2 separate regions of the Macaca mulatta genome follow, and region 1 is linked to region 2. A link is a contact called in public Hi-C data. All regions are on one chromosome and are shown on one strand. The core of a region is the stretch at or near the end of the contact, and the rest is flanking DNA. Distances in the headings are between cores, read along the strand shown.

The links. Hi-C and Micro-C count contacts between places; a contact is called where the count stands out from the background.
Region 1: a contact with region 2 is called in a Hi-C map of CD4 T cells, with 6 times the contacts expected there. The contact joins two enhancer-like sites. A contact is called at or near these places in 7 of 14 Hi-C or Micro-C datasets (CD4 T cells, blood, cortical neurons and 4 more).

Annotation. Positions count from the first base shown.
Region 1 is chr7:30,029,154-30,035,520 of T2T-MMU8v2.0, forward strand. No RefSeq gene overlaps it. Among named protein-coding and RNA genes, the nearest start is that of ATOSA, 18 kb to the left of the region's middle. Within about 2 kb of position 2,583, at least 3 of the 40 cell types and tissues checked have an H3K27ac peak or open chromatin away from gene starts, as enhancers often do. A contact at or near this core is called in CD4 T cells, where this site is marked.
Region 2 is chr7:29,562,291-29,568,521 of T2T-MMU8v2.0, forward strand. It overlaps MYO5C (myosin VC), which reads right to left. Exons shown (of 41, transcript XM_077939413.1): 9 at 3,462-3,568; 10 at 147-412. Among named protein-coding and RNA genes, the nearest start is that of MYO5C, 32 kb to the right of the region's middle. Within about 2 kb of position 1,286, at least 15 of the 40 cell types and tissues checked have an H3K27ac peak or open chromatin away from gene starts, as enhancers often do. A contact at or near this core is called in CD4 T cells, where this site is marked.

The DNA of each region.
Region 1 (6,367 bases), core at 1,333-3,832, 470 kb after region 2:
CATCCCTGCCCCTGGGAAATTCCCCTTACTTCCTACAAGCTCACGGATGCAAATAAAAGTATGTTTCCATGCAGGTTGTTCTGTTGGGGTATGTATTCAGAGTATCTGGTCTGCCACACTGCCTGAAGTGCCTTAGAGTCCACTGCTTCCTTAAGTGCTGATTTCACTCTTCTTTCTTCTGTGATACCTTCCTGAGAAATCTTCTCCCACGGGAGTACTTCCCTCCTTAAACTCTTAGCACTTCCTTAATGCATTATTTATTGTCACTTAGGCTACCTTAGAATTAGTCACCGGCTGGGTGCTGTGGCTCACACCTGTAATCCCAGCACTTTGGGAGGTCGAGGTGGGCAGATCACCTGAGGTCAGAAGTTCTAGACCAGCCTGGCCAACATGGTGAAACACCGTCTCTACAAAAATTAAAAATTAGCCCTGATGACGGGTGCCTGTAATCCCAGCTACTGGGGAAGCTGAGGCGGGAGAAGTGCTTGAACCCTGGAGAGGGAGGTTGCAGTGAATTGAGATCACGCCATTGCACTGAGGCCTGGGAGACAGAGCAAGACTCTGTCTCAAAAAAAAAAAAAAAAAATTAGTTACCAACTATTTCCTTGAAAACAGAGGTCAGTTCTTACACCTGTTCCCTCATGCAGCTCATAGGACAATCCTAGACACAGTGTGTGCTGATTTCATGTTTCTGGAATGAGGGAATATAAAATAAAAAACCAGGAGTCAGAAACCTGTTCCTTGTTAGTATGACATTAAAAAGACTGCATGAACCATAGAGGTGATTGTGGATGTTAAGTGGTCCAAACTTTTTTTTTTTTTTTTTTTTTTTTTGAGACGGAGTCTCGCTGGTCGCCCAGGCTAGAGTGCAGTGGCCTGATCTCGGCTCACTGCGAGCTCCGCCTCCCGGGGTCGCGCCATTCTCCTGCCTCGGCCTCCCGAGTAGCTGGGACTACAGGCGCCCGCCGCCACGCCCGGCTAGTTTTTTGTATTTTTGGTAGAGACAGGGTTTCACCAAGTTAGTCAGGATGGTCTGGATCTCCTGACCTCGTGATCCACCCGCCTCGGCCTCCCAAAGTGCTAGGATTACAGGCGTGAGCCACCGCGCCCGGTCCCAAACATGTTTTAACAACAAAGAGATCACATCTCAGGCCGGATTCACAGGGAGCCTTTGGGTAGTTAATGAGAGACCTTTCATTATTGGTCAGAAACACCCCTGAAGGGAAATGAAAATTAAAGGCATCAGGTCAGTAATCCTCATTTGTTTAGCAAGTTCTGATCTGCCTGAGAAACAGCAAAAATAATGGAAACTAAATTTATCTTGCACTGCCTCAAACCGGAAAGGAAAACACAGTCACCTGTTGGGACTCATTTGCATTCTATTTGGTAATGGTTTCCAGATTCCTCTTCCAATTAAAAAGCAGGGCAGAAGAACCAAGATTGTTTAGTTAAGTCTGTTTGGTAATAGTTATTAGACCATAACTACATAAAGTCACTTACAATAAGGGATCAGAGTCTGTAAATGAATTCTGATTTAAAAAATTAGTGAGATTTCAGGGTTCTGCAATTAATTGGGTCGTTTCATTTTGCTGAAGAAATAAAAAGGAATGAAGTGCAAAACAAATATTTAATGGTCATATAGCCACATGGTCATAATAATTTTATTATATTACAGTTTCTTTCTTTTTTCTTTTTGAGATGGAGTCTCACTCTGTTGCCAAGTTGGAGTGCAGTGGTGCGATCTCGGACCACTGCAACCTCCGCCTCCCGCGTTCAAGCAATTCTTGGGGTTTCATTTTTAAAAAACTAACACATGAATCCCAGTCAGGAAGAAGAGGGACGATGAGTAGTTAGGAAGCTGAAGGGGTAGAAAGAGGAGAATAGAGATTTAAAATGCAGAGACCACAGCAGAGAGGTGTCGGCTTCCAAGGCTACTTTTTTGAGGTGACTCAGAAATCTGGAAGTGGCCCTCCTCCCTCCCAGCCCCAAAGGGCTTCTTGAGGGGTTCCAACAAGCATTTGGAGTCTGGACAGCTATAAACTGTATCCCCTGTCCCTGCCTTGCAACTAGGTGTATTCTATATCCATGATATAAGAGAAGCCTATTCTTTATTGACTGAGAGACTGCTAGGAGGTCAGGATTATTCTTAGACCAGTTTGAACCCCAAAAACTTAGACTGAATTTGATTTAGATTCTTGAACAGGCTCCAGTTTCTGAAAGGATCGCATAGTCTTGTAATCAGAATGCTGGTGGTTTCTGTAGACGTATCATCCTGTTGCCTTTCTTTTTTAACCAAACTCACTACCTGCTTAAGTTTAGCCTTCTTTTCTCTTTATGGAAGGGACAGTTATCTCCAAATGGGTCTAAACTCAAGTTACTTTCTAGCCCGGCACTTGCTCAGCTGGTAGCTTGTGGGGATATATTTACTTAAGTGTCTGCATCTTCTTCTGTTAATCAGTTCTGCATATCAACATCCCTCCACTCCTTCTTTTGGTGAGAGAAAAATCCACCCTCCCCAAATCTACAAAGGCTCTGCATAGCACACATGCTTCCACTTTTGTCCTCTCCTCACAGACGGCATGATCCATTTCCTGTTGACTTGGTTTGTCTCATGCACGCGCCATTAGATCTTATGACTAACGCATGCCACCTTCTGAAGAGAACCTAAATAACCTACCTGTAATTCTAGTTCTTTTGTAATAGACCCAAATCTGGTTTCTCTTCCTGGTCTAGTTAAGGCAAATGCTATGGAGGTAATTTTTCTATCCCCTTCCCTAAGGATGTGAGGGTAAGGTTAGCGACCCACCGCTGCGCTGCACTTCTGCTTCAGAAGCAAAAGAAAGACAATAGCCAAAGGGTTACTGGAGAAGCAAAATATATATATATATTTTTTAATTTATTTTTTTTTGAGACGGAGTCTCGCTCTGTCGCCCGGCCTGGAGTGTAGTGGCCGGATCTCAGCTCACTGCAAGCTCCGCCTCCCGGGTTTAGCCATTCTCCTGCCTCAGCCTCCCGAGTAGCTGGGACTACGGGCGCCTGCCACCTCGCCCGGCTAGTTTTTTGTATTTTTTAGTAGAGACGGGGTTTCACCGTGTTAGCCAGCATGGTCTCGATCTCCTGACCTCGTGATCCGCCCGTCTCGGCCTCCCAAAGTGCTGGGATTACAGGCTTGAGCCACTGCGCCCGGCCTGGAGAAGCAAAATAAATAGTTTTCACTTATTACAGCTTTTGTGGTCCAATTCTCCAAGGTGCATAAAACCAGCACACTGAGATAGGGCCAATGAGTCTAAGTGTTATATCGTGGCTTTCTTGTCTCATAGTACACCCCGGAGAATACCTGAAACCCTGTGTAAGCCAACACCAAGGTTAAAAATACCTCTCTCTCCTCTGGCTGGGGGAGAGAGTAGGCTTCACCTTGTAGAGGGACAGTAAAGGCCATAGCCACACTTGCTTGACTAGGACATTCTCTTGCTGGAGACCTGCCCAAATACAAGTATAGCCCACCAAACAATTTCTCCCAGAAGCATGGTTGGTTCCTTCTTGAACTGTCATCATGACTTCAGAAATGTTGGGAAGGGCTTTCTTCTAGCAAAAACTACCTCCTCTGCCTTAATAGCCAGAGAGTCAGCCACCTGAAATTCTTTTCCCTAAAAAAAAAAAACAAAAAAAAAGAGGCAGAGTCTTGCTATATTGCCCAGGGTGGTCTTGAACTCCTGCTTTCAAGTGATCTTCCCGCCTAGTCCTCCCAAAGTCCTGGGATTACAGATGTGAGCCACCCCACTTGGCCAGCCACCTGAAATTCTATCAGGGACAGATTCCTTTAGCTGAAGTCATGTTCGAATGTAATCCTCCCAAGAATGGTAACATTATCTATCAATGTATGAAACAAAACAACTTGTGGTTATTGAAAAAGTCATATGTGCATATAGTAAAACAAAATTCAAATAGTACAAAAGGGTGTATAGCTGGGCACAGTGACTCATGCCTGTAATCCCAGCGCTTTGGGAGGCTGAGGCAGGAGGGTCACTTGAAGCTACGAGTTCAAGACCAGGGCAAAAAGCAAGACCCCTGACTCTACAAAAAGCAAAAATGAGCTCAGCATGGTGGCGCGTGCCTATGGTCCCAGCTACTCAGGAGGCTGAAGTGACCTATGACTCCACCACTGTACTCCAGCCTGTACCGTGGAGTTAGACCCTGTCTCTAAAGAAAAAAAAAAAAAAAGAGTATACATTAAAATTAGTCTTCTTTCTCCCCAGTACCCTCAGTACCCCAGTTATTCCCCGTCTCTCCAACCCCCATCTCCCAGCAATCATACTCAGCAGCCTTATCTGGGCTTCCTGAAATATTCTGTACATTTTCAGGCATATGTATAATATATGCCCCTTTATAGCCCTCCCTCTTTTTGCCTCCTTGCTTTTGCTCCAAGGGTAACTTAGCACTTGGAGAGGGATTTCATCCTTCTCAGCAGCTGCCCTGTGTTCCGTGGTCACCACAACAGAGGGCAGAAGCTGACCTGGCTCAAGGATGATCGAGAGGCTCAATATTTCCTTCAACAAACAAACAAAAAAATGCCAAGGTCACCTTAAGGTGGCTTGCTTTAGTAAGACGTAAGCTCATAAAACAGTCTTTAGTCAATGAAACCTGGTAAAATATTTTGGGAGTAAGTTAAGTTTCACCATGAGAAGTGCTTATAAACTTTGAGAGCGAGGTAGAGCTTCACACAGCCAGCCTTCTTCTACCTGAATATGTTGCTGCTACTCCTGCTTTTGTCCCTTATGGGTTTAGGGTGCAGGTAGAGACCAGGCAGAGCAGTTGTGAAAGTAGAAGGGGTTGGACCTTGCCCAGAACGAGGGGTGAGATCAGGGTAGGGGTGTAAGTTAAAAATAAAGACAGACAAATCCATTTCCCAGGAGAACACAGGGGAGTTTCCTGTAGAAGCCTGAAGCATTCTGATTTCTATATAAAACATTTCATGTTTGTGACTTACTTGATTCTAAGGTTGGAGTTAAGTAGACTCCATCCATATAATGAATAAGTAAGTAGGTTTTGTGTTTCATGAGATTAAGATAAATGTGGTCTAATTGAGCAGTACCAGTTTCATACATGTTTGATACTTTATATAACTTGTATAATTATCATTTATGTCACTCAGCTTTTCCGTGTGACACTTTCTCCATTTATAAGATACACTTAGAATTCTGTCAGTTTAGAAATTTTTACCTGAATCTCAAACTTTTAGATTTAACTTCCAGGTTACAAAAACATGAAAGAATAGAGAAAAAGCTAAATAACATCACTAAGAAACCATTAGACACATCCAGGAGGCCTGCCATTTGGCAGGTCAACTGATGCCATGTCAACAGTCAGTAGCATGACAGAAAGAGACTGTTAGAGATTGAGAGACTATAGGGACATTAAAAAACAGATGCAATGTATCATCTTGTATTGGATCTTACTTTAGACAAACCAAGTATAAAGGACATTTTCAGGACAATTTGGGAAATTTGAGTTTTAATTAGGAATTATACATTAAAGAATATAATTATTTTATTTAATTCTTCCCCAGAAAATCCTTATGCAGAAAGGATTATAATCATACCATTTGGCTAAATGTAAAAATGTTATTTTGACTCTAAAAAAAGTTTTATTTGCAAAAGATGTACCCTGAAGTTAAAAAAATGGTGTTTTTCCTCCCCTTGAACTTTGAGTTCTTAAAATAAAGGTTACCAGACCAGGATAAACATGGCTGTGCTACGTTTTCATTTTTGTGTTGGTTGCTCAGAAGCAAGTGTCATTATTAACAACTGGGATGGGGTGTGTGGAGGGGAAATTACAGCTAATCAAAATGTTTGCAGCCATACACGGCTGTCTTTCTTGAGTTACCTCTTTGTGGGTATTGAGTTCTTGTATTAAGTTTTGCACCATCAGCAGGGCAGGACATGTGTTATGTAAAGCCAGGGTTCTTGCATCACAGTATTCAAGCCCTCTTACCCAGATCCTATCACATTCAGCTGCAGATGTAGCAAGAAGTTCCAAAGAAAGAAAGAAAGAAAGAAAAGAAAAAAAAAGCGTGTCCCAGGACTACAACCTGCACTCTGGGTCTCAGTATATTATGAATTAAAGAGAACAATAAAGACTCCCTGTTGGGTGGGAAGGCAGAGGTAAGTCACTTGGGGCTTCAGGGCCCTCCAAGCATAGAAACCTCAGAATCCTGTCTGAGTCTCCCCTTTCTAAGAATCCTTCCTCAGGAGGAACCAGTGAGAAGAACCAACTATTATCTGGGCACTCCAGCTTCCTGGGCTGGAAGATTTGGACTAGACCTTGAGGTTCCTATAGAGGCAGCTGCCCTCAGTGGCCCCCAACCTGA
Region 2 (6,231 bases), core at 36-2,535:
GTACTTAGCATCTATAGGGGCAAAAGCAGAGAGTGTTATCTTTCTAATCATGTGAAATACAAAGGAACCAGAACAAAATAATCTAAAAACCACATGGTTCTCAACATTTAAAGGAGGAAAGACGGGCTCACTGAAGAGAATCTTACCCATAAATGTCCAAAACACCAATAAAAGTGTGCTGCTTGCCTGAAAACTGCAACGCTTGGTTAATTCTCTCCACAATGAAGTCGAACAGGTGAGCATAGATCTTTTTGGCCAGTGCATCCCTGGCGTTGACAGCCTGAGGCCTGGTCATGGGTTTTACCACCGTCTCAGAGCTCGTGACGATTTTGCGATTGCACAGCCACTGAGCAACTCTGCCACTCTCCAGGCCCAGGAGCTCACAGAACACCTTCAGGTGACTGTCATCCTCCTTCAAAAACAAGCACAAGCCCCGTCAGGTGGCCCAGCCATCCAAAGCCACACAAACCCACCCGGCCCAGGCCCCTGTGCCCACACTCAGGCCTGTGCAAGAGCTGACTAGTAGCTGGCACAAGGATGTCCAGGCCTCAGGAGGTGGAGACAGACCTGGGAGGAGAGCAAGAGGGCTGCACCGGCACGGGTCCTGCACCTGGCCCTTGGAGGACCACCCCTGCAGCAATGCCGGGGAGTCCAGGGCTGCATCCCACACTGATTTTTCATGTTCACCAAAGAATGCCCGCGGTGACTAAGGCCATGGAGGCCATCCTCCCTAGACCCCGGCCTGTTCCTGTGGATGTGGATGCAGTCCCTCTCTCTTCCCTTTGTACCATCCTGGGCCACTTGTCAGAGTGTGCACTCACCCTGCCCCACCTCGTGCGGCCAGGGGTTTGCCTGGATGATGGCCCAGGAGGTACCTGGGTGTTGCTGCCAGGCAGAAACTGGTGCGGTTCCCGTGGCTGAGCTAGTGCCTCAGCTGACATGAGGCCTGGGGTGGGACTTTTCCTGCATGCACAAAGTGAAATCTTGCTTCTCCCCCAAGCCCGGGCATGAGAGCTGCCCCGCTGGTCAGCAGATGAAAAGAGGGAAGAGGTGCTCCCATTTCCCTTCAGCCGGTGTGGACAAAGGGCTCCTGTCCTCAGGCGAGGATGTGACTCCCAGCTCCTCTCTCAGTCAGGAGAACTCCCAAGGCAGGCTCCCCTGCGGGCACCATTCCAGCCCACCAGGACACCCACGTGATTGCACTAAAAAGCCTCAGGACACAGTGGAGGAAGCCATGGAAACAGCCCTGCCCCTCCCTGCGCTCTACCCACACCCCTGCAGACCAGCATCACAGTAACACAGAGCTGGCTTTGACGTGCCTGACCTCATAAGGGAGGGGACTGGCAGAGGCATTTGGTTTCCTTCCTTCTAAGAACGAACGAAACCTTCTGAGTCAAAAACAATTCAGCTGCAGGTGCTGCTATGGGAAAAAAATGCAAAGGGCAGCAGCTTTTCAGAAAGTCAGACGGCTTTGTCCAAATTTAACGTGTCTAACATTTCAAGTTCCTGATACAAATGGGTGGAAATGGATCCCAAATCTAGGACCAATAATTATAGGACTGGGAATTTTCCACAGATATTCTTAGAACACAGAAAGGATTTTCTGCCAGTCAATGTTAATTCTTCCTCCAAAATGCTACCTTCACAACAAGCTTCATGGGAGAGGGCTCAGTGTGGTGGCATTTGTTGGGCAGAAATCACATTTTTAGTCTTTGGGGGTTTAGGGGGAAAAGGGCAGAAGCCCAGCTTCTCTGAGGTAACTAAGCAAAGAAACAGAGGGACCTGCCACTTCAGACACACCAGACTCTCCCCCAGGCCTCTCGTCACTTCTCTCCCTGCTTTCCCACTTGGGGAACTGACTCATTCTGGGAGGTCTGCACACCGCGGGGGGATGGGAGGGGTGCTGAGGTGAAAGCTGGAGGAGAAGAAGGAGAACTACTTCCTGGTCACGGCAACAGGCCTAAAACGCCGAGCCCAGGAGCTCATGCTCCACTCAGCTCTGCCCTCTCCCCAAACCGTTGGTAGCAGACAGCCAAGAACTCACCGGGTACACAAAATGATCAACTATTCCCATCGGTTATTTGAGGGACATGAAAATAGACATGGTTACGGACTGAATATTTGTGTCCCTCCAAAACTCAGATGTTGAAGTCCTAACCCCCAACGTGACAGTATTTGGAGATAGGGCCTTTGGGAGGTAATCGGGGTTGGCGAACGTCGAGAGGGTGAGGCCTGCCATGATGGGATTAGTGTTCTCGTAAGTGGCATCACAGTGTCTGCTCTCTCTCCACGAGGACGCAATGAGAAGGTGGCTGTCTAGGAGCCAGGAAGTCCTCACCAGAACCGAGCAGGCTGACGCTCTGCTCTCAGACTTCCAGCCTCTAGAACTGTGAGAAAACAAATGTCTATTGTTGAAGCCAGTCAGCCTGTGGCATTTGGATATGGCATTCTGAGTTGACTAGGACAGACATGTCACTGTTAATGCAAAGCTTTAAAGGTAGGCAGATTCTGTGTTTCATAGAAACATTTTTTACTTGTGTTTGTTTTCTTCTTTACACGGACATTGATGAGACTAATTAAACACATACCCCTCCCCCAAGAATCACTACTCATAGTATGTGTCAGAGAAGAAACACACATTAAATTAACTTGTGTCCATTAAAGAAATCTATCACAAAACTTACAACACATTCCCAGGAAGCCAGCACCACTGACGTCTGAGTCAAGCAGGTGTAAGGAGGTAGTGAGTGTCCTTCTGCTGAAAACTACCCAGCGTCCTTAAGGTCCTACGTGGTGTGCCATCCCCCTTCTCCCTCTGGTCTCATCCACACCCTCCCTGTCACTCACCCTCTGGATACATGGACCTTCCTGCTGTATCTCAAATGACATCTTCTGCCTGGGAGTTTCCGCACTTGCTGTTCTTCCCCCATCCACAGGTACAACCTGCTTCTTCATCCCCTTCAGGCCGCTGCCCACCACCGCCTTCCCGGAAAGGCTTTCTCTGACCACCCCACATGAAAGGCACGGCCCCTCCGCATGCCCCCTCTGCTTTACTTTCCTCTGTGCCAGCCGTCACCAGCTGCCGGAGATCATATTTGCTTGTTGTGTCTCCTCCCTACCCCGATCATAAGCTCTCTGAAGGGCTTCTTGCTTTGTGTCGTTCACTGCTGTTTCCCCAGATGCTATGACTGTCCGTGGCACTTAGTAGGTGCTGCATACGGACTTGTTGAATAAAAGAAAAACACACAGAAGACACATTTCCCCTCCTCTACTGTTGCAAGGGGAGGAGGCTTTACTCCTTGAAGGCAACCCCTGGAAACCCTTGCCGCCGGCTTCCTGCTAAACCAGTCTACCCAGGAGGCCATCTATGCCTGCTGCTAAAAAGCAAAGGCAGGCCAGCTGCGAACCGGTTCCACTATGACCCTCGGACAAAGGAAAAGTAAAACAAATGAGCATCTCACACTAACTGAGGACCTCTCGTTGCCCACCGCGGTGATCTGCACGTTGCCCAGATGTAGGATGGCTGCCAGGATTTTAAAAATGTCCATCTGAAAATCCTCCTTGAAACCTGAAAACAAACATTTTCCCAGATTAGGAATACTGCCTCTCTTCTCTGACTAGTAAGATGGGCACCTGGATTCATTCGAGATATGCAGGTCGCATCAGTGCCAAGCTCTGGGACAGGAACGTGAAGTGGACCCAGGGGCCTCTGGTGCACTATTCCTTCTAGTCGACCTCTGTAGACACACGTCATATGTGTCTACACACAGGTTTTCCCTGTGCCATGCCTGCTAGGAAGTTCAACACAAAAATTAATACCCGAGTAACCGTTTCACTTCAGGTTCCTCAGAGAGTCGTCCTGCCTTGATTCTGTGCTTGATTTTGAACGTTTTTCACTTTTCTTTTTGCTCACAAGCTCTCTGAATCCGTGAATTATTTTCTAGGTGGGATTGCTGGAGGGATGCCATTTGCCCCTCCAGATCGTCTGCTCTCTGCCCCAGGGGACTTGGTATAAACCAAGGCGATGGCCTTTCATGCCCTCTGGCGTTTGGTTGGGCTTGATTCATGGGGAGCCCCGGCAGGAGAACAGAGAGAGGAGCGGAGAAGGTTCTGAGTGCGTCCTCCCCAGCCGCTGTCCCTGCGAAGCTGCCTCCAGCTGGCTGCGTGGCCCGACTGACAGGAGGTCACTACTCCTCTGGGGCTGACTTTACCCAACTCTCCTTCTAGGCTCCAGAAACCCAGAAACACTTGGATGCCCACATGGGAAAGAGCACTGAACAGTTCTGCTGCTGCCCCCAGGTGCCCACTGCCCCTTGTATTAGTAGATCCCCTAGACTCCACTCACAACTTTGTAGTTGTAAATAATAAATAATCCCTCTTGTATCCTATTGTGAGCCTGCCCCATGTTTCCCATTGGGACTTTGATTGCAGTAAGTAGAATATAAATTATAACTACATACCATATTCAGTCACCATGAGGGCATTAGCATATTTCCTGGAGCCAATAAGAAAGCAAACCAGCTGCTAGAAAGGACTGTGTGTTCAAACCCTGCAAATCACAGTGTAGACCTGCACGCTGTGAGCCCGGTGATGCCAGGTCGGGATCCCCCCAGTGTGTGTTAATGACACTGTGGTGACCTGAGGAGCTGAGAGATGCGCGCAGGCTGGCAGGCAGGCTCATTCACACCAGGCAGGCTGCCTGGTCCACCCTGGAATGGACACCGGAATGGAAGCCAGTGATCCCTCATTTGAGGATACCTGGAGTTTTCATTAGCAGGTAGGTCATGTTCTTTAACAATTTCAAAACCTACTTTTTTTTTTTTTTTTTTTAAGACAAGGTCTCACTCTGTTGTCCAGCCTGGAGTGCAGTGGCATGATCATGGCTCACTGCAGCCTTGACCTCCTAGGCTCAAGTAATCCTCCCACCTCCGCCACCTGAGTACCTGGGACTACAAATGTGTGTAGTCCCAGCTAACTTTGTGTAGAGATGGGGTTTCGCCATGTTGTCTAGGCTGGTCTTGAATGCCTGGGCTCAAGTGGTCCACCCTCCTCGGCCTCCCAAAGTGCTGGGATTATAGGCATGAGCCACTGCACCTGGCCCTGAGTCTCCTGTACTACAAAGATTAAATAAAATCAGTCTCAAAAGCTTTCAATCCAAGAACACAGGGAAGACTCCAGCTCCAGCTGAGTCCAGGCACTTGCTGCCTTTCCATTTGGAGGTAACTCCTCCATCTGAAGGACAGATGTGTCCAACAGAAGCATACCCCTAGGCCTCCACCACAGTAATGACAGGCAAGTGACCACGAGCAGCAACTAAAAACACCAGGTGCAGGAGCCTCCATCCTGGCACTCCTCCCTGCTTTCTGTGATCCATAACTAAATCCCTCAACTACTCCAGGCCTTCCAGAAACGCAAAAGGGAGATGACAACTCCAAAGCAGTAATATGAAAGAAAGAATTCAAGACCTGTGTTAAGTAATCACCCTTAGTGAGCCTGTCACACAAAAGCAATGCCAGCCTGAATCAGATTTCCAGGGGGAGCTCACTGGTCAAGTTCCTAGTGCCTGAGGTCCCGGGGACAGCCTGATTCCAAGGTGTTCGTCCCATCAGAGAGCAAGGGGCATAGCAACACTCAAATGGCAGGGATCAGTGGATGGAATCACTTGAGAAAGACACAGCAGAAGAGCAGAGGAGAGGGACTTTCTAATCAAAATGCATCCTCTCGCACTTCTCCAGGGGTAATCTCAATGCCAGCTGAGGGACCTCAGCAGCAGAAGCGAGGGGAAGGCGAACGGAACACCGCCTCAGGCACTGTCCTCGGTATTTTCCACCCATCAGCTCCTCTCATGCTCACTGCAACCACAGGAAGGAATCCTAGTATTGTTCCCATCTCACAGAAGAGGAAACTAAGGCACAGGAAGGTTAGGGAACTCACCCAAGGTCACAGTGAGTAAGGCATATCTAAGCAGTTTAACGCCAGTGCCCACCACAGTATGAGAAAAGACCCACAGCATTCATGAGCCATCTAGCTTCACCCTAGCGTGTCTAAACAGAGAAGTCCCTGATGACCTCGTGCAAGGTGAAGGAAAAGTTTGAGCAGGGTCGCTTGCTGAGGTATCCTCATTTGAAGGCAGAGGTGCAGGCAACAGGTGCAGTGGCCCCAACCTCTTACCACCTGCCCACTTCACACAGCACAGCAGGCGGCCATCACCATTAACGCTGTGAGAGGACA